Regions from separate parts of the Mus musculus genome. Here region 1 is linked to region 2. Evidence: chromatin contacts called from public Micro-C data. All regions are on one chromosome and are shown on one strand. The core of a region is the stretch at or near the end of the contact, and the rest is flanking DNA. Distances in the headings are between cores, read along the strand shown. Region 1 holds the start of Tagln (transgelin). Region 2 overlaps Cep164 (centrosomal protein 164).

Region 1 (2,700 bases), core at 117-2,616, 130 kb after region 2:
GCCTCCATGTAGCAGAGACCCTGGACAACAAGCAGAACCAGGGTATATCTGCCTGTGGTACCTCAGCCCATAAAATGACAGTAAGGGTGAGCATTTCTGCATCCCTGAGAGATCACACCTAAATTCCAGAAGACTAGTCCTCTTATATAGATGTGGCAACAGCCCACTGACATCCTTTAGAGAGCCCCAAGGGGAACCACCAAGACCCTTTGGGAGGAACAGGGGTCCCAGGGCTGTCCAGTCCCAGTTCCAAAGCTCCTCCACCTGTCACCTATCTGTCACCTATCTGCCACCTGTCACCTATCTGCCTACAGTGGACTGACCTCCTACTTTCAAACTGGACCAAGCTGCCATGAAAAAGCAAACCTTAGCTGGGCAGTGGTGGCACACGCCTTTAATCCCAGCACTTGGGAGGCAGAGGCAGGTAGATTTCTGAGTTCGAGGCCAGCCTGGTCTAAAGAGTGAGTTCCAGAACAGCCAGGGCTACACAGAGAAACCCTGTCTAAAGAAAAGAAAGAAAAAAAGAAAAAGAAAATTAGAAAGAGAGAGTGAAAGAGAGAAAAGGAAAGAAAGAGAGAGAGAGAGAGAGAGAGAGAGAGAGAGAGAGAGAGAGAGAGAGAGAAAAGGAAAGAAAAAGCAGGCCCTATCCCAGGCTAGTCTGAAGCATTAAACTTCTGTGGTAGATGGAGCACATGCCTGCCACACATAGCGCCCTGGGGTTTGATCCCTAGCGCTACAAAAAATAAGATCTTTAGTCCTCCACTGCCTGAGGGGGCTACCTCCTGGCTCCCCCGAGTTGCATTAGCCCTGGGGACCATCAGTGGGTCACTGCTTTCCAGAACTTAGCCCCTCACCTTCTTGGAGATCCAAAGATGGAGTTGTTCCCTTGGCCTCATTTGTCACCTCTTTGGGCCTAACACATAGCCCATACACCTATGGGTGGGACAGTGACTGAAATTTGAGCCTCCCTCTCACCCCATTTATTCTTTTGCCCCAGTCAAATCATCCTAGGCATTTTAACCCAGACTTTTTGTCTAACACAGAGAATGGTCTCTAGGGACCCAATTCCACCCAGCAAACTAGAAGAGACTAGGGGATCTAATTGAGCCCACAGCCCTTCTGCTCCCATGACTTGCACTTACAAGGCTTGGTCGTTTGTGGACTGGAAGGAGAGTAGCTTCGGTGTCTGGGCTGGGGCAGACGGGCCGGGGCGCCGGCTGGGTGAGGGGTTTAAAGGCCGCCTAGGCAGTGATGTCACCCCTCTGCCGCCCGCTGGCGCCCCTCCCTGCCCATGGAAGTCTGCTTGGCTCACCACCCCGGGCCGCCCCACTCACTCCACACAGGCTCCATATTTGGGGAAAGACACCAAGTTGGAGCAGTCTGTCGGGGGCAGCCGGAGACATTCTCTGCATGCTTTGGAGATGCTGCGGGGGTCGGGGCGGGGCGGTGCTGAGGGCGGCCGGGAAAAACCTTTTATGGGCAGGACCCTGAAACCCTTCCTTGTTACCCGGACTTGGGTCTGCTCTTCAATGAGAAAGAAAGGGGGAGGCATTCTAGAGTTTGGCCCGACAAAGGAACCTGCAAGGGACAAACAAGCCACCTTCTTGCAAGGCTTTAAAATCGAGTTGGTGGGAACTAGTCTTGACTGCAGCCTGGCTGCACAACCAGGCACTATGCAAACGCCTTCCTTTCACGTTCCCCTTTATTATGAGATAGCAGTTACCACTCCATTTAACAGTTGAGAAAATTGAGGTTCAAAGTGGCCTTTCCAAGGCTACCAAGTGCATGGCAGAACATGGGTCATCCTGCCCACAGGTATGGTATGCTTCTAGCGGGTGCTTCTCTAGGGAGTGCCTTGTTTAGCAGCAAGTCAACCCTGGCCCCTTCTAGAGCGGTGACAATGGGCGGATGTTTAAGGCCTGGCAAGGCTGGAGACACTAGGGTAAGAGGACTAGGACAGTGTCACCCTCCCTCCCTTCAAAATAGTCCTTATCGTGAAAGATCCTACCACCTCAGAAAGGGTCCCCACTTATCTTGCACCTAGCTTCAGTGGTCTTGGGAAGGGACAGGTGAGACAGGCTCAGGGTTAGGGTTAAAGACAACTGCTATCACACCTGATGGTCTGAGTTCAGTACCCAAGACCAAACACAGTGGAGACAGAACCAGCTCTCCTCTGCCCCTATCTGTGCTATGTCTCACACACTCACTGAATGCAACTTCTTAAAAGGTAAGGCTTTAGTGGTGTCTCTGAGTCCCATCCCCAATTCTGGAAACCTCAGGAAACAGAGAGAGGGAGAGGGAGAGGGAGAAAGGAGTAGAGAGAGGGAAGGAGAGAACCCTCAGGCAGGGTCAGTCTCACCCAGAACTGGCTGCAGGCCAGAGAGGTGCAGCCTCAGACGCTCAATCCACTACAGCCAGCCTGGCTGGTTTAAGCTATTGGTGCATAGAACTCCAGCACCTCCTTGTGGCATCTGAAGGAAGGGTCATAATAAGCTGGAGCTCCTCTAGAGCTCTTGCTTTCCAGCCACTGATTACGTCCTGAATTCACTAGACAGGATTCCCCAAATCCCGTCCTTTTTATAATCTAAATAAAATCTCCCTCCTCGATGGGCACACGCCTTTAATCCCAGCACTCGGGAGGCAGAGGCAGGCAGATTTCTGAGTTCAAGGCCAGCCTGGTCTACAGAGTGGGTTCCAGGA
Region 2 (2,700 bases), core at 128-2,627:
TAAAATGGTTGGGGGAGGGGTGGCTTGGAGGTTAGCCAAAGACAGAACCAACCCATGTACCACCAACAGAAGAGTGCGTGAACGGTACGTGGGGCAGATGCACACACCAGGCCTTACATTCTCGCTGCAGCATACTGAGTGAGAAGGGACCAGACACGAGAGAAAAACACTGTGAGCTTACTCACATGAAACATCTAGAACTGGCAAGCTCGTGGGGGAAAAAAAAAAAAAAAAACGAAAATAGGACTTGGAGGTTACCAGGGACTGAGGAAGAAGGAATGGTGTATGGTCTAGTGGCTAGAATCTGGGATTATGAACGAATTCTGAAAATGGACATACATTGTGAAGACAACTAGCACCCCCGAATCACTGTACAGTTGAAGTAAGTTACAACTCTTACGCGCACCTGCACATGCGCAAAAGGAAAGGGCCTCTCATCATTACCTGGTTGTCACTCTCCTCTTCATCCTCCTCGTTGGTCTCTTCCCCTAAAGTCAAGAGGCTGAGAGCATTCTTGCCCTCATGGACAGAAGCCAAGAGACCCTTTGCACAAGCAGCAGCCTTGAGACCCTGTGGAGGCTCCAAAACAGAGGGGAAACGGGGGACTCACCGGGAGGATCTTCAGAACGATCCTGGCAGACTCTCTCAATTCCTTAGATGGGTCCCCAGTCAAGTCCTACCATATCCATGAATCTGAGTCTGATTCATAGTTCTTACTCCCTTTCCAGTCCCCCAAGACCCCAGCCACATGGATGGGAAGATCAGCATAGGCAGCCTACAGCCCAGTCCGCCCCCCCCCACCCCTATCCCCCAATCCCCCCCAACCCCCCCCCCTTGCCAGAGTGACTCCACCCAGACTAGGTGACAAACCCTGAAGATAAAGCTTGGGTCTCAGTGGCAGACCACAGTTCCAGGTGTGACACCCAAGAGGCCCCACGGTAACAAAACACATGCACAGCAGAGAAAGGACTCACCAGCGTGGGCTCCCCAAGATGCCCAGAATCCGCTGAGCTGCCCAAGCTCACGCTCTGCGACCCACGAAGAGCAGAGGGTGGGGCATCCCCAAGGCCTCGTAAGGGAGCCAGGCCCCAAAGAGGGGCCTGGACTAGAGCTAAGGGGGAACCCAGGACCTGGGCAATAGAACACATCTTGTTACAAACCCCAGAAACCGCAAGGCTCTTGGGGTGTCGGGAGGCAGGTATAAAAATAAAGTGTCTAAATTCTGCCCGTTCGAGTTTAAAACGCCTCCGCTCGGAGGCCACTAATGAAGCGCGACATCCAGAAATACCATTGTGCCGAATGGGTGAGACTGGTTGAGAAAGGACAGGCTGACTTCCTGATTGTGCTAACTTGTGTGCTACCTCACATCTGGCAGATGCTGAGACTGGGGGCCACATGAAGAGTGAGTAGGGCGGGGAGGCAGAGATAAAACCCCAGCTACTAGAAGTTTCTTGGTGCTTAAAACTGATAAGTCAAGAAAAGCCAGTCTCAATATGCTATTGGCGAAGACGGGAGTAAATACCGGAGCAGAGCCTGGGCCTCCCAGGAGGACTCTGCACATGGGGTGGCTGCTGTGCTTAAGTGTGCGCTTTGTCACTCTCTTTGGCTTGCTCTCCCCAGTTCTCAGGAGCCAAGTGAAGGCTTCCTTCATGCCAGTGAGAACTGGAGTCAAAATCCAGGCAGGGTCACAACATGTGAACCCGGGCTACTCACTGCCCCTGACACCCCCAGTTCTTTTGTCTGCAAGAATGACGAGGATCCATGCTTGGCCCTTTGAGGTCTGCTAAGCAGCCCAAAGGAGATGAGGGGCTTCTGGAAGGGGCCCAGGACTGTAGCAACAGTACAGGGCCACTCGTATTACAGGGATGTGCACTGTGAGCGTCTGACTTAACAAAAGCAAGAAGCCAGCGCAGGAGCTGCAGAGACGGCTCACTGGTTAAGAAAGTCTGCTGATCTGCCAAGGCATCTGAGTGCATTCAGTTCCCATAACCCACTTCGGGCAGCTCGCACACAACTGCCTCCAACTCTAGTTCCAGACAATCTTTGACACCCTCTTCTGGCCTCCACAAGCACTTACAGTTGCACACACACATGCACACACACATGCACACGGTCTTACAAGAGATCAGCACAAATGTGCTGGGAACACATTACAAGTCCCTTCAAAACTTTTCTCAAATTTACAAGGTATAAAACAGAGAGAACGTATTTCGTTCCACTCTAACTCCTAAGAGTAAACTAAGAAAGGAGGATCCAAAGGTCAGAGCCCCACCACCCTCTCGGCCAGTCGACACCTGAGGTAACATATGACCCTCACCTCTGTAGATCAACGATCATCCTACCTGTGGTAGATCATCTTCGTCAGGGAGAAAAGCTACCGACACATAAAACAGGCCAGTGATACTCAACACTAGGCCCTGCTCATTCTTACAATCACCTGAGGTGGGCTCTACCACTATGGGGAGACCCCATACTTGGGTTACTTGGGTAAACGGAGGTGGGTGTGGTCAAAAACCCTGTCCAAAGTCACAGGCTTAGTTGGGCAGAGAGGGGACTGAGCTCAGTCACATCTGTCTCAGAGGAAGTGTTCTGTGTGCTCTTATGCCTATGGTAGGAAAAAGCGCTGCAAGTTTCTCCAAGTGGATTGTGAGCAAACTGAGCCTGCCCGGCCTGCTCAGCCCTTCCGCCAGTCCAAGCATA

Evidence for each region. Hi-C and Micro-C count contacts between places; a contact is called where the count stands out from the background.
Region 1: a contact with region 2 is called in a Micro-C map of muscle stem cells, with 3 times the contacts expected there. The contact joins the promoter of Tagln here to the enhancer-like site in region 2. A contact is called at or near these places in 2 of 39 promoter capture datasets (the C10 cell line and hematopoietic stem and progenitor cells), 1 of 484 Hi-C or Micro-C datasets (muscle stem cells) and 3 of 9 other capture datasets (adipose tissue, liver and pancreatic islet).

The regions. Positions count from the first base shown.
Region 1 is chr9:45,934,692-45,937,391 of GRCm38.p6, forward strand. Tagln (transgelin) reads right to left here and starts at 1,367. Exons shown (of 5, transcript NM_011526.5): 1 at 1,143-1,367.
Region 2 is chr9:45,802,199-45,804,898 of GRCm38.p6, forward strand. It overlaps Cep164 (centrosomal protein 164), which reads right to left. Exons shown (of 30, transcript NM_001081373.3): 5 at 975-1,130; 6 at 445-579. Among named protein-coding and RNA genes, the nearest start is that of Cep164, 25 kb to the right of the region's middle. Within about 2 kb of position 1,378, at least 19 of the 459 cell types and tissues checked have an H3K27ac peak or open chromatin away from gene starts, as enhancers often do. A contact at or near this core is called in muscle stem cells, where this site is marked.